Regions from separate parts of the Sus scrofa genome. Here regions 1, 3 and 4 are each linked to region 2. Evidence: chromatin contacts called from public Hi-C data. All regions are on one chromosome and are shown on one strand. Each heading gives the region's core, a stretch centred on a gene start, on an enhancer-like site or on the middle of the called end of the contact. The rest is flanking DNA. Distances are from core to core; before and after follow the strand shown.

What was found. A called contact is a pair of places that touch in the nucleus more often than the background predicts.
Region 1: a contact with region 2 is called in a Hi-C map of embryonic fibroblasts, with 3 times the contacts expected there. The contact joins the enhancer-like site here to the promoter of THBS1 in region 2. A contact is called at or near these places in 2 of 5 promoter capture datasets (fetal liver and liver), 2 of 47 Hi-C or Micro-C datasets (embryonic fibroblasts and mesenchymal stem cells) and 1 of 2 datasets of contacts at active chromatin or transcription factors (skeletal muscle).
Region 3: a contact with region 2 is called in a Hi-C map of retroperitoneal adipose tissue, with 2.6 times the contacts expected there. The contact joins the enhancer-like site here to the promoter of THBS1 in region 2. A contact is called at or near these places in 4 of 5 promoter capture datasets (fetal liver, fetal skeletal muscle and liver), 11 of 47 Hi-C or Micro-C datasets (embryonic fibroblasts, epiblast stem cells, fetal heart ventricle and 7 more) and 1 of 2 datasets of contacts at active chromatin or transcription factors (skeletal muscle).
Region 4: a Hi-C map of embryonic fibroblasts shows a contact between it and region 2, with 3 times the contacts expected there. The contact joins the enhancer-like site here to the promoter of THBS1 in region 2. A contact is called at or near these places in 3 of 5 promoter capture datasets (fetal liver and liver), 12 of 47 Hi-C or Micro-C datasets (alveolar macrophages, embryonic fibroblasts, epiblast stem cells and 7 more) and 1 of 2 datasets of contacts at active chromatin or transcription factors (skeletal muscle).

What each region holds. Positions count from the first base shown.
Region 1 is chr1:132,080,779-132,087,714 of Sscrofa11.1, forward strand. No RefSeq gene overlaps it. Among named protein-coding and RNA genes, the nearest start is that of THBS1, 340 kb to the left of the region's middle. Within about 2 kb of position 5,088, at least 3 of the 83 cell types and tissues checked have an H3K27ac peak or open chromatin away from gene starts, as enhancers often do. A contact at or near this core is called in embryonic fibroblasts, where this site is marked.
Region 2 is chr1:131,743,172-131,749,971 of Sscrofa11.1, forward strand. THBS1 (thrombospondin 1) reads right to left here and starts at 2,927. Exons shown (of 22, transcript NM_001244536.1): 1 at 2,776-2,927; 2 at 2,069-2,163; 3 at 1,250-1,809; 4 at 430-505; 5 at 1-140. The coding sequence starts at 2,135.
Region 3 is chr1:132,165,664-132,173,348 of Sscrofa11.1, forward strand. No RefSeq gene overlaps it. Among named protein-coding and RNA genes, the nearest start is that of THBS1, 420 kb to the left of the region's middle. Within about 2 kb of position 2,383, at least 10 of the 83 cell types and tissues checked have an H3K27ac peak or open chromatin away from gene starts, as enhancers often do. A contact at or near this core is called in mesenteric adipose tissue, retroperitoneal adipose tissue and skeletal muscle, where this site is marked.
Region 4 is chr1:132,036,574-132,044,404 of Sscrofa11.1, forward strand. No RefSeq gene overlaps it. Among named protein-coding and RNA genes, the nearest start is that of THBS1, 290 kb to the left of the region's middle. Within about 2 kb of position 6,103, at least 9 of the 83 cell types and tissues checked have an H3K27ac peak or open chromatin away from gene starts, as enhancers often do. A contact at or near this core is called in embryonic fibroblasts, where this site is marked.

The sequences.
Region 1 (6,936 bases), core at 3,838-6,337, 340 kb after region 2:
GGGCATTAGCCATTTTGCATGCACAGATTGCCCAGCAAATATGCTTTTGTAATCAGAGAAAATACTTAATTTCAAACTGTTGATAGACAAGAGATATTTTATATGTATATGTGTGTTTTTAGAATCCTACTCTTTGGAAGGTATGTGTCATCTCAGTTTATTTCCTCTAATGTCCATTTTTTGGTATCTTGAGTCCCTAACATTTTCACCCCATTTTTGTAATTGGGACAGTAACCCAGTAACCCCAGTACCAGTTCAGACAAGCTAGTTTGGAGGAAAGGGAGGGGACATTGAAACAAAATGTATTAATTTATTCATTCACTCAATCATTCAGATCACTTTTAGAGAATCTACTCTTGCCAGGCACTGTTTTGGGAGCTACAGATATAGGGATGAAAGACACAGTGTGACCCTACTTTATAGTCTCCTGGTGGAAAAGGCAGGTGCTATATATATGAATAATATACATATTAATAATCAATTAAACAGAGTGGTTCTAGATAGTGTAAGTTCTCCGAGAATCTCTGAGACCAGCCCTCTCCCTGCACATCAGTCCCCAAGATACTGGGAGAAGCCACCAGGTTAGGTTTCATTGATCCTGAGGGGACCCAATAGTCTAGTAAGTGGATCTTACCCGCGACTGAAATGTTTTTTCAGTTTTAACATTTTCAGTTTAAAATATAATCTCATTTGTTTGAATGACAGGTATCTAGGATGATGCTTTCATAGGAAGGGAATGTCAATTCACATCTGACTGAGAGATCTCAAGATTAAGACTTCTTTCCTTAGGAAAGTAGGTGTGTACTCTTGGCCAGCAACTTCTCTGGACACCTAGATAGATTCTTATCTTAAAACATTATTTAAAAATCACACTTGCTACATCATTGAAAAGTGAAATTCTAGGGTCATATGAATATAGAAATAGATAATTCATAAGCATAATACAAGTATGGCCCATAATCAGAAAGATAACTTCAAGATGCTTTTTCTGCACTAAGGGTGTAAACCCCTCTACTTACCATCCTTCGTAAAATGTAAAACTTTGAAACGCTTTTAATTACACCCAGCAGACTCTCTCTTTGAATGTAGTTCTTTTCTTAGAGGGAATTATGTGGTGTACAACCTTTTATTAGGGTTACATATGACTTTTCACAATCCTGTGTTACTCTTTAAAGAGGCATCTAGAAATGTGTGCACATTTTAAATTCAGGTTTCCTGAAAGGTTATATTTTGATACGTGATGATTAAAAGACAAAGGTCTCTAAATTTCCTAATTAACCACAAAGTTGTCTTATAGTAGGAATGTAAATCACATGATATAAAGTTAAACAATTGCTAGAACTTTTCACTGGATTCATGGAAAATATTAAATAATAAAAATTCTTGGTAGAATCATGAGAGTGGTAGGTTAAGGATTTAGCTAAGATCATGAATTTAGCAGTCAAGTTGAATTCCAATACTATGTTCATCATCACCATACTGCTTTACCTTCCAAGCCTTAGCTTGCTGATGTATTTTTCATGGAATATAATGTCCATTGTTCTGTTCTGATTCTCCTATCCAGGAACAAAATAAAAAGGAGTGAAAGAATTAAAAAATTATAAAAGATTTGAGAAACATACATTCTTTATTATTTGGTAATTCCTTCATTCCCTGCCAAATGTACATTCAAGCATCCCAGAAGCAACTAAGTAATATCACTTCCCCGCTTCCCTGAATCAAATTATCTGGGCCGTTGTCTCATTTTTCTACTTACTTTGCCTGAATAGAAAAGTTGACTCAGTAAGAACACTGCGTGTGATGTGGCTGGCCAAACCATGCAAGGGAAGCAAACACACCTGTTATGGAAACATCTGTGGCCATTACCAAGGAAAGGAATAAGCAGCATTGACACTTATGTGTCAGTGACAGGTGTTACGCCAAACCCCGTAACCACAAAGGTCATGTCCATTTGTCCAGTATTTGACTGTTCTACCCCCTGAATTTGCTCAGGCTTATTGCCCTCATCCTGTTGGAGTAGTAATGGCATAGCTGTGGGAAAGTATACTATATGCCACTGTGGTTGGACCTGTATACTAGGTTTTAGCAAATAGGTCCCTGGAATAATCAACTTTACTTACCACATATCCTAATAACCCCTTCAAATCTCATAGACTGTTCTTATAAAATGGTCCTCTTTATTAATTTACTCGGACATAGGAAAACATAGACTGGTGGCTTAACAACAGAAGTTAATTTTTCTACAGTTCTGCAGGCTGGAAATAAGTGATCAGGGGGTCTTCATGGCCAGATTCTGTATCCTCCCTGGCTTGCAAATGGCCACCTTTTTGCTGTATCCTAACCTGATGAAGTGAGAGAGATTTCTCTTTCTTTCTCTTCAATATCCTTCCCTGACAACAAACCACAGTCACCACTGTTTTCCCAGGAGATACTCCAAGAACTGCAATCAGGTCTGACCCAGATTTCTGTGGAGACTTTGTTTTGCTCTGGGACCCATTGCACATGAAAGTCTATTTGTGCCTTCAAGAATGGGGTCTCTGTTTCCCCCAGTCCCATGGAGCTCCTGCTCACAAGCCCCACTGGCCTTCAATGTCAGATGCTCTAGGGGCTCTTTCTCCAATGCCAAATCCCCAGGCATGGGGATTTGACATGCGGCTCAGAACTCTCACTCCTGTAGGTGAGTCTCTGTGATACAGTTACTTTCCAGTCTGTGGGCTTCCCACCTGGGATGTATGGGATTGCTTATATCATGAAATTGCCCCTCCTACCTCTTGATGCGGCCTCCTCTTTGTCTTCTGGAGTAGGATATCTTTATGAAAGTTTCCAGTCCATTTGGTTGAAAATCGCTCAGCATTTGGTTGTAATTTTTTTGTTTTTATGAGAGGAGTTGAGTTCCAGTCCTTCTATTCCAACATCTTAATCCCGTCTCCTCTCTTTCTTTCTTTTTGTATGAGGCCACAACTATCAAAAAATGTGAACACTTATCTCCACAACCTTTACAACTCAGCTAAGCCAAGATCTCCTCTACAAAGTTTAATCTAAACCCTAGTTTGAGCTAAGTGCTCTGATAATTTCAACATATAAATGCATGATAAAGTTGTTCAATTGAGAAATCCCTTGTGGTGCAGCTCGTTAAGGATTGGCATTGTCACTTTAGTGGCTCGGGTCGCTGCTGTGGTGCGAGTTTGAAACCTGGCCTGGGAACTTCCACATGCCATGGGTGTAGCAAAAACAAAGATTTGTTCATATGATGAAGATTCCTTGAAGCAAGGGACAATACATTATTAAATAATATATTCCTAATGCCTAACATAGTGCCTTACACATAGAAGGTTCCCAATAAATTCTGGGTTGTTGCTAGAATAAAATTAAATCAGAGGCAGGCAGTGTCAATTTGGTATTTTGATTTTTAAAACAGGATTAATTGCCCATTTGGATGATAAAAACAATAGCAACAAAAATACCCTTTCAAAAAATTGGCCTTTTTTCCTGGTGCCTTGAAGTGCTTTGTCAGTATTAGTGAGGTTGTTTCCTATGCTACTGTAGGCCCCAAACATAAACTCAGTAACTTCATTTGAAGGGCTTGCAGTTCTTTTACATTGAGGACCATCACAGTGAAATATGCTAAATAATTCAAATGAGAAATTTCCTAGTTTCTACCTTCTTGTATCTCCTGGGTTTTCCTTTGTTCACCCAGTCACCTGCAAAAATCATCAACTATTCAAATTTATAGTCTGTGACTTGGTGACCCCAAACCTCCTGGTGGCCTGGAACCAGCCTGGGATGCTCTTATTTAGCACTTGGAACACAGTCAGGTATTAGTTTTCCTGCAATAAAATCCTCTGATGCCAGTGAAGGGGGAAATCAGAAATAGAGATCTGATAGCTCCAGCCCACCCCCTCCCAGTATGGTGAGTGAGTCACCAGCTCCAGTGGGGCTGGACGCTGGGTTTCTCTCTCCTACATCCTTTTATCCAAGTTATTAAAAATTGTTATTTCACACAGCTAGGAAATTGAAGCCTACTTTGTTGAGATGATGACGGGTGTAGGCTGTAAAACATCCTTCTGCCTCTCCTGTAAGGCAGTGTAAGCCCCAGTTGGGGCAAGAGTCAGTTTTCTGCTGCTCCTTCACTCTGGATGGCTTGTGTTCCACCCAAGAGACTACATTTTCTGTCCAAAGAGCTATGTCAGTCTGCTGAAAATCCTCATGTTGCGTGTATCCTTGCTTATGACTTCTCCATATAGTTGGTTCTGCTCCAGTTCATTTGAAAGGGACATCTGTTGGATGACTTGACATGATATCTGTGTTTGCTGGACATCTCCTCTGACAGGTCCATGTAAAAGAACCTGAGAGGGAGAGCTCAGTCATGTGTTGAGAGGCTCTTAAGTGTAGGAACAGATTTGGGAGGATTATCCAAGACAATGACTTTAAGATCAAACCAGGCCATGGAGTTAGCTTCAGAGGTCTACCAATTCATTGAAGCTCTGTCCTCTGGGGTGTCCCATCACTGTGCTTGCCAATAATGAATTTCACTTCCACATGGAAGCTTTCAGTCTTCCTGACACATTCTAAAGCCAAATGTGTTTCAGTCCCTTCAGCCATCACTCTGCTCTTCAACTTGAAGAGTCTGACTTAGTGAGGTATGCTACAGCATCAAACCTCCTTTTAAACCTACATCTCTTGAATAACAACTATGATTCTGGACATTGACTCATGAATATTTCCTGCTAAGAAACAATGGGAGTAGTCTGAGGAAATTAAATCCACACAAGTTATTCCCAAACTTTATCTCATCCCATGTTTAAAATACTCTCTAACTCCAAATGTTTTTACCAGGCTGCTAATATATAGCAAAATCAGTTGATAGGACAACCCTTTTCTTTCTTCCTCTAATTTCACTTCTTCAGAGTTGTCCTAACTGTAGAGAAGCTACCAAAAGGAGGTGGCCAGAGAAAACAAAAATCAAAGATTCCAATCTAAAGTTTTTCTCTCTCCTAGTAATGCTATTTTGTAGGTTAAGCCACACTCAGTCAGAGGCGGGATTAGAAATCTCAGTAACACTATGTTGTGGTACATGATGAATCATGTGGCAGATAGTCAAGTTACAAATAGATGGCTCTGAATATTTTCCTTAAAGTGGTCTTGTGCTTCCAGCATAATTATAGAAGAGAGTCTATGGGAAAGAAAGCCTGCCTTGAAGGACTACATTGCTCAATACTGTGATAGTACCTTGTATAGTTTTATTCTCTATTATTATGGAACAACATGAATACATCCAGGTGCTGATGTTCCTGGTGGTTCAGTGGCTCAAGGATCTGGTGTTGTCACTGCTGTGGTTCTGGTTACTGCTATGGTGTGGGTTTGATCCCTAGCCCAGCAACTTCTGCATGCCATGGACATGCCCCCCCAAAAAATATACAGGTGCCTTCTGAAGTGTGGAGGGAGCCAGAGGTACTTCTTTATGGTGGGACCCTAAGTAAACACCCTCCAGCTATCAAAATGATATCCTGTAAATGACTGGTTTCTGGTCTCTAGGATTGCAGTCTTTACATATATGAATAAATCAACTTTGAAATATTCAGTTTTGGAATATGAGTTGCCACCAGAAAGATTTTCGTTTATCAAATACCTATTAGGTACATTATAGAGTACATTATATTAGGCACATTTTAGTGATGCTTTTATTTAGTTCTCATCCAGAAACTTCTAAGTCTTGTTCACATTTAACAGCTGAGGCACATGAAGCAAGGGGGATTAAGTAACTAATCCAAGGCAACCCTTTTTCAAAGGGGGAAGCTGGAGTTGAGTTCACATCTGAATGAAGCTCCTTGAGGTCATAACTTCTCTATTTTGTTCCCAAATGCCTCAAAGAATGCCTGGAAGGTTGTAGATACTTAGTCTGCCCTGTCAAGTGATTATGTTAATGGAAGGTTCCAGCACATGTGCTCCTAACTGTTACTTTATACTGTCTCATCTCTGTCTCCTCACTCCCAGCCTTTTACCCACCTCTCTCTCTCAAGCTTTTTCAGAGGGAAATGGAACTCAGGGCTGCATCTGCCTGCTGTGGAAAGTTATATATATGTGTACATCCTGCTGAAGGAAAGCAGCAGTTGTCAGAAAGTTGTGTCCCTGTGTCTGATGGTCTCCCTCTCTCTCTCTTTCTCTTAGTCCCTCCATGTCTTCCTCTCTTCTACAAAAATTCTCTTAACCCTGCTATATGGGTTAAGCACTGGCAATTCACTGTGAATAAAGATGGCATGGTCTGTTCTTGTGCAAATTATTGGTTAGATTAGAGGCGTGGTGAAAGTTTTGAGAGAAACATAGAGGGAATTTTTATAGGAACAGAGAACAAGAGCACCCAACCTATTCTTTGAGGTCGGGAAAGACATCCTTTCAAATCTGAAATTTAAGATCAGATTAAATAAATGCTGGCAAGGGTGTAGAAACAAGGAACACTTGTACCCCATTGGTGGGAATGTGAGCTGGTTAAGTCACTATGGAAAACCATAAGGAGCTTTCTCAAAAGACTAAAAATAGGATCACCATATGATCTAACATTTCCGCTACTGGGTATCCATCCAAAGGAAGTGAAATCATTATCTCTAAGAGATAGATGTACTCCCATATTCATTGCATCATTATTCACAATAGCCAATGTATAGAATCCACCTAAGGAACCAGTGGCAGATGAATGGATAAATAAAATGCAGTCTGTGTATACAATGGAATATTATTCACCCTTAAAAAAGAAGGAAATCCTGCCATTTGTGACAACAGGGATGAACCTGGAAGGCATTATGCTAAGTGAGATAAGCCAGAAAGAGAACAACAAATACTCCATGGTATCACTTATACCAGGAACCTTAAAAAAAAATCACACTCAGTGTATAAAAATGTGTGGTTGTCTGAGGCTGATGATGGGGGAGAGGTTGATAA
Region 2 (6,800 bases), core at 1,677-4,176:
GACCATGCTGGACAGCTCATCACAGGAGATGCCGCAGATGGCTTGCAGATCCTTCGTCTTGTGGCCAATGTAGTTGGTGCGGATGGCGGGGCTGGACCCATTCACCACATTGTTGTCCAGGGTGAGAAGGACATTGGTAGCTGCCAAGAAACAACGGAATGCAATGAGGAAAGTTGTAGATCTCCAAACAGATGCTCTCACTGGCCCATCCCTGGGGTTTTTAATCATAAAAGACATTTCATTTGGGGAAAGGGCTGGAGGTGAAGGGGATATGGATGTGTGGAATGCTGTTTGAGTCATGTTTGTATACCTCTTAACTATTTTACTCAGTGTAATTTATGCACAACCACCACTGCTTAAGTTTCTCAGCTTGTTTTAGGTAGAAATGCCCCAGTTTCTACATGTGCCCTAAAAAAATAGGATACTTACAGCTGGAGCAACCTTTGTTCCTGAGGATGTCTTCTGGTGTGGTTCCAAAGACAAACCTCACGTTTTGCAGCACCCCCTGTGGGCAGAGGACACACATTGCTTGCAGAATGTTGGGTGGGGGGGCAGGGGGTCAGTAGGGTGGGGGCAGACTGTTTATGCTAGGCAAAACACACAATGCTCTAAAAGTTTAAATGAACTCCCTTTTGTATCTTCTGCCAAGTCGTCAGTGTTTTACAAAGAATTCAGTTACCAGCTTACTTGGGTACAGAGGAAATGGAACCTGATACCAAGACGGGAGGATATAATGACACTCTCCTGTGTCAAAGAGTTAAATGTGGGAGTTTCAAAGCCACAGTTACAAAGATCTAGACATTTAAGCAAGGAAGAAGCAGCAGCAAAGAGCTGTGATTTTAACCTTTTGAGACCGGTTACATCCCCATGAGGAATCAAAGAGCAAAGTGGTGAGTATCCACTTCAAGTTATATTATAATTGGTGGAATGCATCTGAAATAAGTTCTTTTTTGAGAAGAGCATAAGGAGTATTTAAGATTTGAACAGGCTGTTAGAGGAAAACCGTTTCTTGTTTCCATCAGTGGTTTTCAAAGTCTGGTCCCCAGAACACCAATACCAGCCTCACCCTGGAACTTGTTAGAAATGCAAATTATTAGGTCCCATCCCTACCTACAGTGGGAACCACTGCTTTAGTGCACACAGGCAGTATTTCCTGTTACTGGAACCCTGGTCTCTCCTGTCACCGCCCTCTCGGCAAGTCAGCTACCTAGCAGTCGGCCCTGTGGACCAGGAATGGAAGAAGCCTCACCTGAAAATTGTCATTGACACCTCCTTTTGCGATGCGGAGATTGGCGATGCTGGCCAGGTCCCTGGTGAAGATGCTTTGGATGGGAACGTCCAGCTCGGCATTCTCCATCTTCTCGCAGTCGATGTACAGCTGGGCCCTGTCCTCCTGCACAAATAGGGTGATGCTCTTCCACTGACCAGTGGCCAGGAGGGCTTCCTCCACTGACACCACCTGCTGCTTCCCCTGCACGGTCAGGCTCAGGTCCAGGGTGCCCGCCTTGCCGTTGGAGACCACGCTGAAGACCTGGCCAGAATGGTCTTTCCGCTCCACGGCCAGCAGCGTGCCCCGGGTCTTCTTCATTTGCCTCAGGGAGGCCAGGAGGAGGAAACCTTTCTCTGCTCGCACAGCATCCACTAGGTCTTGGAACTTGTCATCAGGGACAGGGGGGATCAGGTTGGCATCCTCAATGCGGAAAGCTGGGCTGGAAGGGTCAGGACCCTTCACTAGTCGGCGCCCAGAGCCCTTTCGGGCAGCCCCGGTGAGTTCAAAGATGTCAAAGACGCTGTTGTCTCCCCCAGACTCTGTTAGACAAGAGGAGGAAGCACTGTGAGCAGGGCCCTCTAGGTGGGGGCGGTGGAGGTAGGGGTTCAGCTCTGGCCGGTGGGGCAGAAAGACAGGGGTGAAAACTCCCTGCAGCCACTGAAAGGGCTTAATCAACACCAGGTCAGAGGGAACCTGCATCCTGAGGTTCAGCCAGGGCTCGGGAAGAGGCACACCTGGGGTAACCAGACCTCCCTTCTCCTCTTCCCTCCCCCCTCAAAAGGTATCATACAGACTTACCTGGAATGCGGTTGGAGCCACACACATGCAACAGAAACAGGACACTGAGTCCCCAGGCCAGCCCCATGGTGGAGCGTTTGTGCCCAACAGAGAGCCTGCAGCAGGAAGCACAGAGAACCCAGGTCAGAGGCCGCCCATCAATGAGGGTGAGCAAAACTGGCTGGGCATGGGGCCAGAGCCTCAGGGACACGCCCCCCCGCCCCGTGGCCCCCACATTTGGTGGAATGAGGGGCAACAGTATTGACTCTGGAGAAAGCATAAGGAAGAAAATGAGGGAGTTGAGGGGAGGAGACTGTGGTTTTCAGGTGGTGGTAGGGGCAAGACCAATAACAGGCAGCCGGGGGCGGCGGGGGGGGCTTTTCCTTGGGAAGGTGAGGTAAGTAGCAGGACCAGGAGATGTAGTTTGGGGAGCTGGGACAGCATGAAGGTGCAGAGATTTTTCTAGAGGACTTTTAGAAAGGTTTAGGAAGGACTTGAGGAAAAGAACAAAATCTTGGGGTGTCCCTGGCGATTTGGGTTTTGAATCCCAAGGCTGGAGAAGATCGCTCTGAAGCTCTTCGTGAGAAGAGTCCTCCAGCGGCTGAGAGGTTCAGGATGGGGAAGGCAAAAAGTGTGAGATCCGGGGTCTGCCAGGAGCTAAAGTCTGTAGCTTCAGGTGTATGGCCAGGGCAGAACTGGACCTCGGCGGCCGCCCAGGGACTCCTTACCTGTGTGGAAACGGGTGCAGCAGCTGGGACTGGAAGCAAGGACACAGCGACCGGAGGAACGCTGGAGAGGCGCGGGGAGAGCGGTGCGCCCGGGAGGCCGCGGTATCAGAGGCTGCGCAGGGAGATTCGCCGGGGAGTGCGCTTGCCGGCCGGCCCGGGTGCAGTGGCTGGTGAGGCGGCGGAGCCGCGGGTTTTTAAAGGGGCGCTCACATTCCTGGGGTTTCCTCTAGCCAATAGGATGCGGCCGGGCAGGAAGCGGGAGGGGGGCCAGTCTGGGTTCCTCTCTCCGCCCCCCGCTGCCTGGCGCACAACTTTCCAGTTAGAAGGTGAAGGGGGGCGGTGGGTGTCGGGGCCGAGAAGCACTGGAACTTCTCAGAAAAATAGGTGCCCGCCCACGCGGCCTTGGCGCTCACGGACTCAGCACTTTGGCTGTGGCGCCGCTCGGGCCGATGTCCTCAGTGTGCTCATACCGGGCGGACGAGGCTCTGGCCACCCACCCGAGATCCCAAGCGGGGGGTTGGGGAACCTGTTCCCTTGAATGCCTGTGCGATGGCTAAGGGTGGACACTTGTTGGATATCGAGCCCATTTTATGGAAAAAAATAAGCCCGACATGGTAAATGGGACCAAGAGGGGACCAGTCTTTGAAAGAGTTGGGTATTTGTTGACCCTTGTCCATCCATCTTGGGTACTTGCGGACCACGCGGTCAGCTTCGCGCCGCGCTCCTGCCCTCCTCCCACTCTGTCTCCTGCCTGCCCCTCGAGGGACGTGAGTGCGGTATCGCACCGGCCAGCAGGCCACGGATGGGGCTCGCCTTCCCACCGCGCGTCGGGGCAGCGTTTCTGCAGCTGCTTGCCGCTCGAGTTCCCGCGAAGAAAAGTCTCTTCTCACAAGTGCTGCGGCGCTTCCACAGCGGGCCGCTTGGGGGCGGTATGCGAATTCTGATCTAGGGGACGCGAGCAAATGGCTTCTTTTCAGTCAGGAATGTTAAGGAAACTTGCTCTTTACCACTTCTCTCAAGCCAAAATTGAAATTGTGTCTTGAAAAACAGTTTTTGTGCCCACTCGTGCTTCTTAACGTGACTCCTGCTTGGAGGGTTTGCAGCACCATCTGGCTCCAGGGTCTTGAACTATTTACAGAACAGACCCATAGAGTCATAAATTACCCTCTGCCTATCATTTTATTTCCCCCTTTTTTTTTCAACCCCAAAGTTCTTTTCATTTTTTCGGCTCCCGAAACCGAGATGTGGGTTACATTTCTGTGGGTGCACCAATTGCCATGAGCGCTGCCGCTGCATGCTTCTGTCATTGGAAATCTAGTGTCCAAGCCACCGGTCCCAAGCCAGCATGACTCCAGCTGCTTGGAATTCCATTCATCTCTTGGGCTGGGACGTCAGCAGCCACACTTCCCCTGCTGTGATCCAGCACATGAGGCTGGCCCCCAGACCCAGGGAACAGGTAGTAACTTCACCAAATAAGGATCTCAGCCACAAGCCAGGGAAAGCCCTGGGGTTCACTTCCCTCCTTAGCACTCACACCTGGCTGGACTCCTAACGGGCTGGAAACACCCAAGAGTTTACATTCGTCAAACAGCAGTTTCACTTTTCTTGTGTGGGAGTGTTGTGTGACAAGGGCCATGTGGGGGACAGAGTGTTTTTTAGTTACTCAATATACAGCAAGCACCTCTAGAAGATGACAAGTATGTTCCCAAAACTCTTGTTTGTTTGTTGCTGAAGTAATAACTTAACCTAACAGTCAAATGAATTTCACATGCTGGGAGGGAGAAAGAAGTCTTCGTCGGATGATTAGTCAAATCAGATTCCTGCAGGGGAAGTCATAGGTAATGATTCAGCCAAACAGATCTGAAGATTCCCGAGTCAGCAGCCATACCCGTCCCTCTCCCTCCCTTTACCTTCCCTAAAATCCTGTTTGCGTCTTGAAAGGTGACTTTTTTTTTTCCTACTTGCTGCTCATAGTATCAGGTACTTAGGAACAGTTTTCAGAGGATGGGCAGCCGATGGCCCCCTGTTCCTCTGGCCCACTTGCCAATTTTATACAGATGAGTGGAGGGCTTGAGGGCCACACGGGGCCCACAAGAGCAGGATACTGCTCTCTCCTTTTATAAAACGCTCATCTCCTGAGTCTTAGTTTCATGGATAGAGCAACTGGAATGCCCTTCAGGCTAGCCACTTCTGGGACCAAGGGACTGTAGGAATCCCTTGGCGTTTTCTTGGAACTTGGCTTCTTCTCACAAAACAAGGAGAAGAAATGTAACCTTTTACAAGTCTTACAAATAGGAAGGTGACCGGATGAGTGGCAGGGAAGAGCTTTCTTGTCAGAGAATGCTGACAGATGTATAGGAGTTACTTATCTCCAACACAAAGGCCCGGCCCAAGTCATGGTACTCCTGTTTTTCTTTTTTCTTTTTTTAAATTTTATTTTTATTAGGGTGTAGTTGATTTACAGTGTGTCAATTTCTGCTCTTCAGTGTAGTGTCCCAGTCATATCATATACATATATTCTTTTTCTCATGCTATTTTCCATCATATTTTATTCAAAGAGATTGGATATAGTTCCCTGTGCTACATAGTAGAACCTCATTGTCTATCCATTCTAAATGTAGTAGTTTGCATCTACTAACCCCAAACTCCCTGTCCGTCCCACTCTCTCCCCCTCTCCCTTGGCAACCACAAGTCTGTTCTCTGTCTGTGAGTCTGTTTCCATTCTATAGATAGGTTCATTTGTGCCATATTTTAGATTCCAGATTTAAGTGATATCATATGGTATTTGTCTTTCTCTTTCTGACTTACTTCACTTTGTATGAAAATCTCTAATTGTATCCATGTTGCTGCAAATGGCATTATTTGTTTTTATGGCTGAGTAGTAGTTCACTGTCTGTATGTATCATATCTTTGTAATCCAGTCATCTGTTGAAGGACATTTAGGTTGTTTCCATATCTTGGCTATTGTGAATAGTGCTCCAGTTTTTCTGGTGGGAAGGAGGGATTGCAGCGGGGTGGGGTGAGGTGGGGTGGGGGTGTCTGGGAAACTAATAGGAACTCTCCTGCAACCCCACTAGTCAACATCTGCTGAAAATATTCCCTAGAACCTAAATACTCTAGGAAGTTTTTGGAGAAGGGGGATGGGAAAAGAGAAAGAAAACCTCTGTCTTTTAATGCAGGCATACCCCTCTTGTGTGTATACCCTCGACCTGTAATTGCTGGGATTTCAGGCCAATAATCTGACACAGACCCAAGGGATGGGCCTTCCGGGGAGAGGGTCCGGTCCTCTCTTTGCCAAGTTTCCATCCTTGAGGATTATGTATTTAAAATAAAATTGTAATGCATATATCATTTTATAGGATTTCCCTTTTTTTTTTCCCTCCAATTTCCCCCTAATTGGATGTGGGATTGACCTAAAAACATTACTAGTAAATAGGAGGAAAGGACTGTCAGTAATAGGTAGTTTAAAACCTGCAGGTGATTGGGGTGAATGAGATAGTTGAGAGAGAAATTTTGTGTATTTAGAATAGAGAAGCAAGATGGGCTGTATTTTGTGTAGGAGTTTTTTTTAAAATGCTGGAAATAGTCAGCATTTTTCTTGGTAATTTTAAGAACCTAAGGAGCAACCAAGTATCATCATGTTCTAGAATAGACCAAAATCATAGCATCTATAAAATGAAGACATCAGAAATTAATTCCCTCTGAATATTTCCTCTAGATCATGGTTCAGTGTTGTTTTCGTTCTGCTGTCTTGATGGTCAGAGCCAGAGGGAAGTTACCAACAGATTTTTCTTATCCTTCAATCAGACACCAACTCAAGCTCCCCCTCCTTCTTGAGATGTTCTCCAGTGGCTTTATATTGTCTTGGATCATAAGTTGGAAACATACATTATTTCTACCACATTACTCATCCATCACCTTATATTCTTTAATATTTACTTTTTCAAAATCAATTTTATTTTCTTATGTGTAATGACTAGGATGTAAGCATCCAAAGGGTTGAGCTTAGGAAGAGCTCTAGTATT
Region 3 (7,685 bases), core at 1,133-3,632, 420 kb after region 2:
AGCTCTGATTCAACCCCTGACCTGGGAACTTCCATATGCCACAGGTAAAGCTGTAAAAGGAAGATATAATAAATAAATAAATAAATAAATAAATAAATAAATAAATAAATAAATAAAATAGAATATAACCAGAAAATCCTTTTTTAAAAAGATAAAGATAACTCATATTGTCTATTTAGGAACTAGTGAAGATTCTGGCAAAATTCTGGTAGTTACTTAAATGGCCTTGTGAAAACTAATCTTTTCAGACTAACTCCTTTTCTTTCTTTCTAAGTGACTCAATGATGAAGAAAACTCTGCAATTTTAATTCAACTCAATATCATGTCAAGGGCTTTTCAGTAACCTGACTGATCAGATAGAGACACACATTCATTAATTTTGTAGCAAGCATTCTTTTGGGCATGGTTTTTAAGGTTTGAAAAAATGTGAATCAACTTCAAAGAGAAGTTGAGAAATTCAGGTTTTAAAGAAAGGGGCTGTGGAAGACAGTATCTCCCAGTGGAGGAATTAGATGTCCTGGGCACAGGATGACCTCAGCTGTCACCCAACCCCAAAGCCTTCCCTAGGCTGATTCCTCTCTCAGACAATCTGCTTCAGTGAACACCCAGCAGAAACCATCATAACTAGTTAATACTTTGTTTTCTCTTACTTACACATGTGCAGCATCTTTCCAGGCAGGAGTAGGTGATGTTATGCATGTTATCCATGGTGTATGAAAAATATCACTCACTCAAGCTCTTTTCCCTGTTGAGCTCGGCCTGGTTGAGTTCATCCGTGTAGAAGTCAAGGTAGAACATGATGAAGATGTCTGTCGTGGGTGTATGCTAATTTTGATAGTGCTTTACAAACATTTCTGCATAGTCTTTGTTTCAGTTATTGTTATTGAGACATAGGATGACTCTAAGATTTCTATGGTAGTGGACAGTGTTCTCTCCATGTAAGCTCTATGAGGGAAAGAAATTTTCGTCTCTTTACCGTTATATCTCCAATATTGACAGCAGTGCCTGGTACAAAATCAGGGCTTAATAAATACTCATTGAATTAATTAATTAAAAAATAATGATAGAACCCACAAAATAAATTATGTTGAATTCATTTAAGAGTTGAGGATACTAAGATCTAAACAGGGTACTTGACTTTCCCCCAACCACAGAACTAAAACACTTGCCCAGTTCTATGTGACTTGGAATCCTATCCTTTTCTCTTAATGCTGCATAGAATTATACCAATAACCTCCAACTTAACCTCAAATCTGGAGGACTGGAAAGCCTACCTGGACTATGATGTTGCACTTGGGTTTAGTTTGGTTGTGTTGTCCTTTCGCAGGATTGAGAATTTTTTATCCCTCAGTCTGCAGTGCTGAGGTGCAGCTCTCCTTTCCCACCCTATGCATGCCCCTCACCTCCAAGCAGAGAAAATGCAGGTGTCATGAAAGAAGGATAGCACTTGAGGACCAGAATGACAGCACAGGTACTATTAGGAATCCCTGACCTCTGTCAGCACTGCTAATTAAACATGCAGGAAAAAGGAGAATGTAAACTTCATGAAGGCAAGGATTTCTGTCTACTTTGATCACTGATGAATTCAAGCATCTAGACTATCATCTGGGATTTAATGACTGTTTATGGAAAGAATCAGTGAATAAATGAATGGAGAGAGTGTATGAGGAAGAGGGGAAAAGGGAGGAAAGAAGGTGGTAAGAGAGCAAGAGAAAGGGAGAATTGGCTGTGTACAAGAAGAAGAGTGTCAATCTTGAACTTTTCTTTTTCTTCTGTTTCCTGAAGGACATGTACTACTGGCACAAAAGAAAAAAAAAAAACAACTGAACTTAAAGACTAAGGACAGGAGTTCCCTGGTAGCCTAGTGGTTAAGGATCTAGCATTGTCACTGATGTGGCTTAGGTTCGTTCCCTGACCTGGGAACTTCTGTATGCTCTGGGCATGACCATATAATTAATCAATTTTTTTTTAAAGACTAAGGGCAGTTTTTTGACTTGAAATCATACCTTTTGGTTCTAACTCATTTCTATAGCTGAAATGCCAATTTGAATATTCACTTACCCCTCCATACCTCATTTTCCACAAATTAGTGTGATTGGCCATGTATTGGTGAGCATCAGAGAAAAGGTCATGGAAAAAACTAGTGGGCAGGAATAAGAAATCACTCTATGTTGCTCTGAGGGATGATTCTGAGGCACCCACACAAACTTGGGTGTATTAGTCATCGATAGCATGACCAGTAGGAGTGTTGCTCAATTTGTAAATAGTATTTGTCCAAGTCTTCTTGGTTGGTTTGCTTCTGTGTCCAAAGCTTGTCTCAGTCCTGCTGCATGACTTTTCTCCCTGAGGACTGCTCCTTGAACCAGGATGTCAAGTTCTTGAACTCTATCCCATAGAGGTTCTGTCCTACAGGCACAACAGACCAAGGGAACCTCAAATGGATAGTGCCTAGGCCAGAGCAGGGGAGTGGTGGTGTGGAACTCATGAATTACAGCCAGCAGTCATTACCTTTAGATAGAAGTCATTGCCATGTTTTAGCTTCTGCTTGGCCAAGATCCTGTCACACAGAAGTGAGTTGCTGTTTCCAGCTGTGATAACCAGAACAGTTTTCCCATGCTACCAAGTTAGAGATCGGAGAGCTTAAGAAAAACAAGTCAGGTGATGTGACCCAGAGGTAGCCTCCAAGCCAGGAGGGAGATGCTGTGGGCTCTGGTCCCAGCTCTGATCTGGATTCCATGTGACCCCTACAAAGGCTCTTAACCTTTTTTCCTGGATAAGTGTCTTGTTGGAAAAGAGGAAGGACGCATGAAGAACATGCAAAAGACTTCTGAATTATTTACTCAATAATGAAGACCATAATTCAATTGGAAACAGAGACCAAGTTCATGTCTTTTAATTTGATGTCCTCAATTATTTGTTCAGAAGGACCACAGGTGATTTGCTGAAAAGAGGCATGCTAGCTGACAATTGCTTTGCTTAGAAATATGCCCTGTGCTCCCATTTCAAATATTGCATCAGTAAAAAAGAAAGAAAACATTTCATTGAAAATTCCCTTGTGTTTTCCACTCCACCAATACTATGATTAATTTTCTTCACGAAGAACGGAGTGTCACCAAAATTTCAAAAATATTTTCCAAGTGTTTTTCGTAATACAAAGGTTAATTTTTCTGAAGCTTTTTATCATGAATAACCCAAGCTATCTTCCAAATGCATTTTTACATAATTTTGGGAGTATCTTCCTCTGCTTTTCATTACATTTTTTCCAAGTTTTGCCAAACTGATTTTGACATTAGAGAGGAAAATCCAACTACTTCAAAATCACTTAATGTCTGGCAATATTCATCAAGTAGGCAGGATCTGCAGTAGTTTAGATTATAGACTGTCTTTTCATGGTGTATTAACCATATGTAAACAGGGTGCTTGTCTCCAGAACAAACATTTAAGCAGGAAATAATGTGATTAATCTATCTATTTATTTAAGTTTTTGAGAATTATCACACTATCCTATTCTTTTTTTCCTCATTCCCTTCTCACTGCCTGGAGGTGATTGATAATACTGTTTACTATCTGTTTTCAAGATCTCGAAATTGTAAAATTACAACATTGTGTTTTTCTGTTTAAATATAAACACTTCAGTAATTTATGGCATTGTGGTATCAGTAAAAAGTAACAGTCCTATAACCAGTCTTATAATAGTCTTAATTGAGGTAATATAATGAGAATTTTGGATAATCCATAATAATTAAATTTAAATATTTAGTTATTTAATTTATACATATAGAAACTATTTATATTAACATAAAATTTAGCTATTTAAGTGCCTTCTTCCCAATTTATTCCCAATTTATGTCTTCTCCCAATCTATAATGAGCATGAGAAAAGTTGAACTCAACCCCATGCTTGCTTGAAAAATGCATGTGTGTAGAGATACAAAGTGATTTGCAGTATATCTATATTGTGGTCAATGATTTGATTTATTTAACTTTGGCTGAAATGACTGTTTTATACTTTATAAAAGTATAAAGAGGAAAGTAGCATTATTTCATATACACCTCAGCTCACTGATATCTGTGTGCATATGCAGCAGGAGCCTATTTTTGTTTTTATTTGTCTCACCTTTTCCATAGGCTGAATAACCAGGCAGAAAAGATATTAAACACTAGCTCTGAGTGTATGTAAGCTTCAGGTCATTCCAAATTAAAATAAATTGTATTTAGTTATTTTCTTCAACTTCCTATGACAAAGCAGTGGGCCCTGACAATCCTGTTGATGATGGGAAGACAGTAAGGAAAAGAGAAGAAAGCAGATGCTATAAAGGAATTTTATTTTATTTTATTTATTTATTTTTTTCTTTTTTAAAAATTTAATTGTATTAGAGTATAATTGACTTACAATGTTGTATTAGTTTCAGGTGTACAGCAAACTTAATTAGTCATACATATAAATATAACCATTTTTCCCATATAGGTTATTACAAACCATTGAGTCGATTTCCCTGTGCTATACAGTAGATTCTTGTTAATCATCTGTTTTGTACAGTAGTGTGTATATGTTATTCCCACCCCTCCCAATTCTTCCCTCCCCCAGTGTTTTCATCTATGGTAACCATAAGATTTGTTTTGAAATCTGTGAGTTTGTTTCTGTTTTATAAATAAGTTATTTTGTATCATTTCATTAAATTCCACATATAAGTTATAGCATATGATATTTGTCTTTGTCCTAGTTACTTCACTCAATATGATAATCTCTGAGTCCATCCACGTTTCTGCACATTTCATTCTTTTTCATGGCTGAGTAGTATTCCATTGTGTATATGTACCTCATCTTCTTTATCCACTCCTCTGTTGATGGACATTAGGTTGCTTCCATGTCTTGGCTGTTGTAAATAGTGCTGCAGTGAAGGCAGGGGCACATGTGTCTTTTTTTGCTACTTTTTGTTATTGTTTTGTTTTTTTAAAAAACTTTTAAAAAAATTATAGTTGATTTACATTGTTGTGCCAATTTCTGCTGTACAGAAAAGTGACCCAATCATATATATATATGAATAAGCAATGATTTTAAAGATTACTCAGGGACACTTACCTTTTCCTGTTTCTCACTCTTTCCTTGTACTTCTCAAATGGCACCTAAAATAAATTAGTTGATGAGCTGGGCCCAAGGATTAGCGCAGTGAATTCTCACAGACTTAGGCCTTCGACTTAGGCTACAGACTCCACTGGTAATATTACAAAGACTACATATCCCATTAGACTAAAGGCTGCATCTTCCTATTAGCTCTGACTTTGCTGCTCACATCATGGTCATTGCCACTCTTCTTGGAGAAAAATATTTTATTAATTTTCAATTTTTTTGATTACTAAAAGAATATACCTAAAGGTAAAAAAGAAATGATCAGGAATATGAACATATAATTAACAAAAAAAGAAATACAAGTAGCTGCAGAATTTTTGAAAAATCACTCATGCCTAGTTTTAATAGGATAAAATTGGACATTTCTCCATCTCCCAGAAATCACCCCAAAGCAACAATGGAACAAATACCTGATGTGCTAATTCTATCTTTGATTAAACTAATAGACTTTTTAAAAAATTGAAATATAGTTGATTAAGACTGTGTGTTACTTTCAGGTACACCGCAAAGTGAATCAGATATATATTCTTTTTCAGATTATTTTCCCTTATAGATTATTATAAGATATTGAGTATAGTTCCCTGTGCTATTTGTAGTTCCTTTTTGTTTATCTATTTTATATATAGTAGTGTGTATATGTTCATTCCAAACTCCTAATTTTTCCCTTCCCCACTCCCTTTGGTAGCCATATGTTGTTTTCTATGTCTGCGAGTCTACTTCTGTTTTGTAAATAAGGTCATTTTTATCCATTTCTAGATTACACATATAAGCAATATTATGTGATATTTGTATTTCTATGGATTACTGCACTTAGTGTGATTGATAATCTCTAGGTCTATCCATGTTGCTGCAAATAGCATTATTTCTTTCTTTTTTATGGATGAGTAATATTTCTCTGTGTGTGTATGTATGTATGTGTGTGTGTGTGTGTGTTTGTGTGTGCCACATCATCTTTATCCAGTCATCTGTTGTTGGACATTTAGGTTGCTTCCATGTCTTGGCTATTGTAAATAGTGTTGCAGTTAACATAAGGGTGCATGTATCTTTTCAAACAGAGTTTTCATCTTTTCCAGATATATGCCCAGTAGTGGGATTGCTGGATTATACGGTGACTCAATGTTTTAGTTTTTAAAGGAAACTCCATACTCTTCTCCACAGTGGTTGCACCAATTTACACTCCCTCCAACAGTGTAGGAGGTAAACTAACAGATTTTAAAAACTGAACATCACAAATAAGAGGAAAGAATGCCTGAAAGTTGTCATAGCCATGAGCAATGGGAAAACATAGCACTTGCCTTCAGCTGTAGCTCCTGGAAGAAGCTGCAGAGCACAGTCTATGCCCAGTGGCACACCCTGAGCAGAGAAACAACAGGCACTCATTTGCTGTGGTGGGAATGGAGGCACAAGCTGAAAGCAGGGGCCTCCTTGGATTTTCTTTGGTAGGAAGTGTAAAAAAATGAGATAGTGTGGTAAAACAAGGAGTCATACAGAGAAGGCACAGTTGCCAGAAGCAATTTATGAGTGAGGCAGCAGGAGAAGAAAAACTTGCTATGCTGTGAATAATTCTGTAGGACAGTTCTCAGTTCACTCAGAATTAAAGCCTGAGAAATTTGCTCACACATATACCATGGGCCATAAGAAGAAATAATTTTTTTTTTCTGGAACAGAACCATGGCCACATGTCCACATGAATGTGAAGTAAATGGTCTAGTCAGAATTTACCTCAGTTGTTTATAACTAATGATCAAAAGGAAATAGACATAAAATATTAGACTTTTTAAAGGGGATGGGGAATGAGAATAAATAAGGAAAACAAATTACAGGAAAATAAAACATCAAAAAAAGCCTATATTAAATAAATGAAAACTATATTACCATGAAATTAAAGAACTTAATAAAAAAAGTGTTTATTTCTAACAGTATGACTGTTAGTTGTCTTAGCCTCTCACCAGAAACAATTAAACGTAGCTGGATAAAGTATAAATTAAAAAAAAAATTAGTCAATGAGCTGACAATAAAGTATGAAATTCTCAGACATCAAAATGTAAATGAAAATGGGAATCCTGAGAGAAATGTGGGTCATCAAAGCTGGCTTTGCCCCCAGTGAATCTTGAGAAACATTTTAATTTTTACCTTCTCAAAATGCTGGAGAAAAGGACAAGCATAAAAATGCCATAACATAGGAGGGCTTTTAGAAGACTACCTTCCATAAATACCTCCCTTCCAAAAAAAGGACGAAAAAGATATAATATGCAAATAATTAATAAAAAAGGAGATATGTCAGTCTAGACAAGGTAGATTCCTTTTTAGCGATAAAAGGCCAGTTCATCAAAGTTATAATGAGTTTAAATGTTTATGAATCTAATAGCAGAGAGGTTCAAAATGCATAATTCAAGAATTGACAGAAAAACATTGACAAGAGAAATAGACATATTCACAATTCTGGTTGAAAATTTTAAATATCCTCTTTTAGGAACTAATAGAACCAGTACACCATTGACCTATTTGACATTTCAGGAACACCAAAAAACTGCAGAATAAACATCCTTTTCTAG
Region 4 (7,831 bases), core at 4,853-7,352, 300 kb after region 2:
AGTACTGGAGTTCAGGCTCTAGCATCAAGTGATTCTTTTGCAACTCAATGACGAATGCCATGAAAATGGAAAACTCAGATTAGAATGTGCTTTAGGCTTTGTAACAATGTGAATAGGACTTCTGTGATAAGAGGCTAATGAATATTTTTGTCTGTTAGGGGCCCCAGATGTTTGGGTAGACTGAGAAATGCCATAGATGTTAATTACTTGAGGATAAGAGAGGAACAAGAGGGAGATTGGTTTGACTGGCTCATTGTTCTCCAGTTACTTTTGTGCAACATATGGATTTTCCATTGTAAAGTTTTCTCACTGAAAAATCAATACTAATTTTAGTGATATGGGGATGGTACAAAGTGACAACCTATAGGTACAAAGAAACAACCTACAGGTAATTGGACTATGCATGAGAGTAACTTGCTTCTCACAGTTATCAAATTCACGCTCATCGAATAATTTCTGATCTGATGTCTTCTTTCTGCGTATTCTTTGCTTTTCCACAAACCACAAATGACAGCTGTCATCATGAGCTTCATCAAAACCTGAAAAATGTCATTCTCAAAAGTTTGGCACTGTAGACATCAGTAACTTTTCAGATATTCAAGGCTGGAAAGAATCTCTTAAAACTGAAGTTCATTTTGAGACATAAGCTAGCAAAATTCTAGAATTGCAAAATCCTAACAGAGAGTTTACCAAAAACTCAATGTTAATTAAAACAACCCAAGTAGTGAGCTGCTTCTAAGTTTTACAAGGCTGTTTTGAATAGTTTAAAAGTAGAGACTTATGCTAAGTTGAAGTGCCTGGTCCGTCCAGAGCCCTGTGTGTGTCCAAGACAGCCACAAAAATGCTGAAGAGAATCCATGGCCTTGAATTCAGAGCCTCCATGACTGTGCCTATTGTTTGTGAATGTGGTTGGAAACTAGGGCTCAAAATGCAAACGAATGAAACCTGCCTGATAAGGAAAGAAGCTTCTGGAATGGTAGGGACCCAAACAGATTCTGGAGGGTTGAAAAGGCTCTAAGATATAGATTTTATGTTAAGTAGTTTATCCGCTAGAGCTTGACATATTAGTCTAGGATAGATGGAGCAGGATGTAACAACATCAGCTCAAGTAGAACCAGGAATTCATCCACCATCTTGCCATTAAGTAGCTGCACATCATGTTGGCTCACTCAATCTCTCAGTGGTTCTGTTTCCTTATTGGTAAAATGTGGGGAGAATGATGGTCACTGCCTCTCCCAGGATTAATGAGGTGGTATTCACAAAAAGCATTGTATTCTTAGGAAAGAATGCTCTGTGGCAAGATGTTATAGGGCAATAACATTAAAACATGTGCCTGCTGTTACCAAATGGATGCCACAGCTGAACAGTCTTGTATCTCAAATATAAACCAGTGCATATGGAACTGCTTATGGGTAACAGATGACAGGCTGAATAAGTGAAACAGTTGATTATTTTACGGAAGGCAGTTCATGCTTAAAAGCATGCTTTATGCCTGCTATTTCATCCTCAATACACTGAAGACATACTTGAGAAATCCCATTTAGATAATCACTGGCCATTGATGGTAGAAGTTAGAATCGGAGAAAAGGATGGGGTCATTGAGTCTGTTTCCAGGGAGACAATATGGAAGAAGCAATTCTAGCAACAATGCCTGGATGCTCCTGCTGTGTGTTAATTCAGCTCCACAAACCTACCTCTGCAACTGTGGCTGTGATAAATACCAGCCTGAGTCCAGGATGGCTGCCCCTGGGCTCATTCTTCATGGTTGCCTGAAATCTTTTGTATAAGGACCACACTGGAAACCCCAGGGATCATAAGTGGATAGCAAGGCTCAGTATTCAGAGTGGCACCTGTGAATATCCACCTTGCTTACGCTAGTTGTGTAGACACATTTCCATTTACCAGGCAAATAATATGTCAGCTGATTCCTAAAGAGCATCTTTCCCTGTATTTGGAGGTTCTAGGATTCATTTTATAAATAATTGGCTGAAATCAGATAATTTCATTTCCCTAACTTAACTCTTCTGGTGGATTGCCATTGTACTTAGGGAAGAGATCCTATCTTTTTAACACAGTTTCCCAGGACCTGCCCCAGCTGGCCTCCAATCTCCTCTTGGACCAGTGCTCTTGTTTGCCATGAGGCGCTTCAGGCTTACTCCCACCCTGAGCCTCTACCCTTGCTGCTTCTTCTGGCTAATGTGTTCTCAGATCTCCTTAGGCTGGAAGTTTCACATCTCAACACAGATACTGCTTTCTCCAAGAGACCTTCCATGACCATCTGATCTAACATCCTGCATCCCCTTTCCCATTTTTCTTCACTGTATCACCTCACTGGACTGTTTTTCAAAGCACTTACACTCACTGCAATTATCTTACTCATTTGTTTCCTTGATTATTGTTTCCTGCCCATGAAAGTAGAAAGCTTGACTGTCTTTATCACTTTTGTGGCCCCTGTGCCTGGGAAAGCTTACATGGAACATAGTAGGTTCTTATTAAATATGACTTTGGTGGATGAATTCACAGGCAACATTATCAATTTAGATGTTCAAATTCTGTATTTGCAATACTGGTCACTGTGACTTCCCACATGGTGACATGCTTGCTCTGGGGAAGATTTTTGTCTAATGTGTAGTTGAGATGGTCTGGGGTCATTCCTTTCATCAAGACTTGGCTTGAAAGACAAGAGAGAACTTGTAGAGTATGAGATCTAGTAAGAGACAGATGTTATTGGAGTGATTGAACATGAAAAGACTTTTTACTACCTAATTTACTTTAGTTTTCTAGATAGATAGAGGGGCACAGGAGACCAGAGTTCACATTTCAGTTCTCACACTTATATGTGGAAGGTTGGAAAGAAACTCAACCTTTCTGACTTTGTATTCTCATATATTGCTTGCCTGATCTATATCTAATGGTTGTTATGAGGACCAAGTGAGATTACTGTGGCTGAAAAGGCTTTAAAACCTTTTGAGTGCTATTTAGATGTAAAACATCAATGTTTACATAGGAAATCTTGACTCCCTGCCTTCCTTACCAGGTGGTGATTTTTTATTCTTCTCATCCACATTGCCCATTGCAATAGGTATTCAATACATTATCACATGAGTGAATGAGTAAATATTGTTACTATTCCTTCCTGCTTATCACCTCTTATCTCCTCATTATAAGCATTATTGATTTTACGTTTATTTTTCACATTCTCTTTTAAAAAAATGTTTTTTAAATTGAAGTATAGGTGATATAAAATGTTGTGTTGTTTCTAGTATGCAGCAAAATGATTCAGATATATATGTAAAGAATATATATAATATATATTATATAAAACAAATATATAATGTATAAATTATTATAAATTTTTAAGATATTTTCTGTTATAGGTTATTATAAAATGTTGAGTAGAGATCCCTGTGCAATATAGTAGGGCCTTGTTTGTTATCTATTTTATATATAGCAGTGGACATATGTTAATCCCAAGCTCCTAATTTATCCCTTCCCTCACCTTTCCCCAAAACTGAAGTTTGTTTTCTCTGTCTGTGAATCTATTTCTGTTTTATAAATAAGTTCATTTGTATCATATTTTGGATTCCACATAGAGGCGACATCATATTTTCTTTTGACTTCACTTAGTGTGATAATCTCTGGGTCCATCCATGTTGCTGCAAATGGCATTATTTCATCCTTTTTATGGCTGAGTAATAGTCCATTGTCTATATGTACCACATCTTTATCTGATTCTCTGTTGATGGACATTTAGGTTGTTTCCATGTATTGGCCATTGTAAATAGTGCTGCAGTGGGTACATGTATCTTTTCAGATTAGGGTTTTCTCCAGATATATGCTCAGTTGTGGGCTTGCAGGGTCATATGGTACCTCTATTTTTAATGGAACCTCCATACTATTCTCCATAGTGGTGGCAACAGCTTATATTCCCACCAACAGTATATAAGTGTTCTTTTTCTCCATGCTTTCTCTAGTGTTTATTATTTGCAGACTTTTTAATGATGGCCATTCTGACTGGTGTAGGGTGATACCTCACTGCAGATGACATGACACTATACAGAGAAAATCCTAAAGATACTACCTCAGAACTACCAGAGCTCATCAATGAATTTTCTAAAATTGTAGGATACAAAAGTAATATACAGAAATCTCTTGCATTTCTAAACACTAACAATGAAAATTTAGAAAAAAAATTAAGGAAACAATCCCATTTACCATCACATTAAAAAGAATAAAATACCTAGGAATAAATCTACCTAAGGAGGCAAAAACCTGTACTCTGAAAGTTATAAGACACTGATGAAAGAAAGAAATTGAAGGTGACACAAACAGATGGGAAGATAGGGAGTTCCTGTTGTGGCTCAGTGGTAGCAAAACTGACTAGTATCCATAAGGATTGGGTTTGATCCTTGGGCTTGCTCAGTGGGTTAAATATCCAGTGTTGCAGAAAGGTCACAGACACAGCTCAAATCTTGTGTTGCTGTGGCTGTGGCATAGGCCAGAAGCTGCAGCTCTGATTCAACCCCTAGCCTGGGAATTTCCACATGTCACATATGTGGCCCCAAAAAATAAAAAAGCAAAAAAGAAAGATGCATTGTGCTCTTGAACTGGAAGTTGGAAGAAACAGTGCTGTTGAAATGACCGCACTACCCAAGGCAATCTACAGATTCAGTGCAATCCCTATCAAATTACCGGTGGTATATTTCACAAAACTGGAACAAAAAAAATCTTAAAATTTATATGGAAACACAAAAGACTCCAAATAGCCAAAACAGTCTTGAGAAAGAGCAAAGCTGGAAGAATCATACTCCCTAACTCAGACTATACTACAAAGCCACAGTAACCAAAACAATATGGTACTGGTACAAAAACAAACTTAAAGATTAATGGAACTGGATAGGAAGCCCAGAAATAAATCCATGCATCTATGCTCAATTAACCTGTGACAAAGGAGGCAAGAATATACAATGGAGAAAAGACAGTTTCTTTAATAAGTGGTGTTGGGAAAACTGGGCAACTACATAGAAAAGAATGAAATTAGGACATTTTCTAACACCACACACAAAAATAAACTCAAAATATACAAACAACCTAAATGTAATACTGGATAATTTAAAACTCTTAGAGGAGACCATAGGCAGAACACTCCTTGTCATAAAGCATAGCAATATTTTTTGGGGATCCACTTCCTAGATTAATGAAAATAAAGACAAAAATAAACAACCTAATTAAGCTTAAAAGCTTTTGTGCAGCAAAGGAAACTATATACAAAATGAAAAGACAACCTACAGAGTGGGAGAAAAATTTGCAAAAGATGTGACTGACAAGAGGTTAATTTACAAAATATACACACACCTCATACAACTTAATATTAAAACAAAATACCTAGTCAGGAAGTTCCTATTGTGATGCAATGGAAAAGAATCTGACTAGTATCCACAAGGATGTGGGTTCAATCCCTGACCTCACTCAGTGGGTCAGGGACCTGTCATGCCGTGAGCAGTGGTATAGGTTGCAGATGTGGTCTGGATCCTGCATTGCTGTGGCTATGGTATAGGCAGGTGGCTGTAGCTTTAGTTCTTCCCCAACCTGTGAACCTCCATGTGCTATGGGTACAGCCCTAAAACGGCAAAAAAAAAAAAAAAAGAAAAAACAACCAAAAATGGGCAAAAGACCACCTAAATAGACATTTCTCCAAAGAAAAGATACAGGTGGTCAACAGGCACATGAAAAAATGCTCAGTATTGCTAATTATTAAAGAAATGAAATTCACACTCTCTTTTGTAAGCTACTGACCTTGAGTTGAACAGTTTCACAGGAACATCTCTCATTTAAGTGAACTTTAGTGTGAATTCCAATTATTGTCATTGCATATGGTCTGGATCTGGGTTTTAGCCTCCCAGGGCACTGCGAAGGAGAGAGGTTATCTGTCCAATAAACAGAGTGAAAGTCACAGATCCCACTGGCCATAGCCTTTTAGGGTATAGACTCAGAATATTTGAGACTTTTTACTAATCAAAACCCCACCCCATGCCAATCTATGTACTGTAACCATTGAGGAAACTGAAGTCAAGACCTTAGTGAATCATGTCCTAGTCTGTTGGGCAATACCTTTATTTTGGGATTTGGGCTATTTGTAGATTGCCCTTTTTTGGTATAAAGGAGGAGCACTGTTTATTTCCATTTTGCAATAAAAAGCTACTGACCGTTCAGCCAGAAAGCAAATATTTTCACTTTGAATTGCTTTCTGGACATTTTTCCAACAGTGTTTGATTTGAAGCTGTGAAACACATTACTCCCCTTCCCTCCTCCTCCCCCGCCCCACCATTTCCTTTTAGGTGGATCAAAACCAATGCTTTAAAAAGTAAAGCCAAAAAAAAAAAAATAAATAAATAAAGCCAGTATTCTTTGATTGCTTCTTTACCATATGAAGGGATCAGAGAGGCTGAAATAAATGCCTGTTTGGTCCCCAAATGCTGCCGTCAAGGAAAGTCTGCCAGCCAACCAGGTGTTCCAGAATATCTTGCCTTAGGCCAGCCTGCCCAGAGACTGGCATTGAAGTATGTCTGGGCTTTGGTATTTTCTGTGTAGCTTAGAATGCTATCTTTGGGTACATTTATTAGGCTGCATAAGAAATATTGTACAATCTGCATAGTGATGAAGTTATGTATTTCTTAGACATGTTCTCCAGTCATAGACTATTCCTTTTACAGACCTTTGGATCCCTTAGGTTGTTTTTAAACTAAATTTTAATTTTTTATTTTTCCATCTGGATACACTCTCCACTTTCCATTTATTTTACTGAAAATTTCTAGCTTGTTTGTTTCTTTATCCATTGAAAGCCTTACCTCCAAACCTATACCCTTTACATAATAACACACACACACTCACCTCAAAACAAATGATCAAAACCTTGAATTTAAGAGTTTAATTTCATTTCCAGCTGTAATTTACTATCAGTAGCTTGGCTGTCTTTTACTTTAGTCATTTCCACCCCTGCTTGGTTCAACTCGAGGCACTTAATCTGGATTGACTCATAGTCTAAGCATTTAGTAGATTTGTACCTTTCCTTTTTATTTTGGTGACATTGCCTAGGTATGCCCTGCCATTCTTGACATAGTTGATAGTAGTAAGTCTTCAAAAGACATTTTTCTTACTTGTTAGTAACAGCAAGTGACAGCAGTCGAATAGAAAAAAGGGAAGAAAAATAAAAATAATTTCAAAAAGAATCAGCATGAACAAAATAGCAATGAGTTGCAAATTTACAGAAAGAGCTTGAGTATTAATATTTCAAATTCCTCAAAAGTGGATGAACTCTCTTCTCATTTTTCCATAGAATCCTTTAAGTAGAAGATGAAGGATGCTTTGCAGAGGTGAATAAATGCATCGCCTATTATCTCTGAGTGCTGACTCAAACTTTCAAATATTTTGAGTGGTAGGAAAAAAATAAAACCAAGACAATTTTGTTTTATGAATTTGAAAAATGTTATTTAAACCCCAGGGAAAAAGCCAACTGGACCAAACCTGTTTTATTCCTCCTGGATCCATTATATACCTTGGCAAATTAAACGCTTTGAGAAGTCCTATAGTAAGGCATCCTATTTAACTTGGTATTTCCCGCATTTAGTAGAGCATGGAATTCTTTTCTCATAGAATGAGAATTAGCAGCTCATAGAAAATGTCCACAGAACACAGTTAAAAGAAGGGTTCTGATCATTCTAAAAGTAGTGAGTGGGCGTTTGGGGGGCACTGTCTCTGTTCAATGATCAGCTGGAAAGAATCAGGAGAAGAAACAGAGTTCTATGGCTGCAAGCTGTAATAGAGGGTGAAA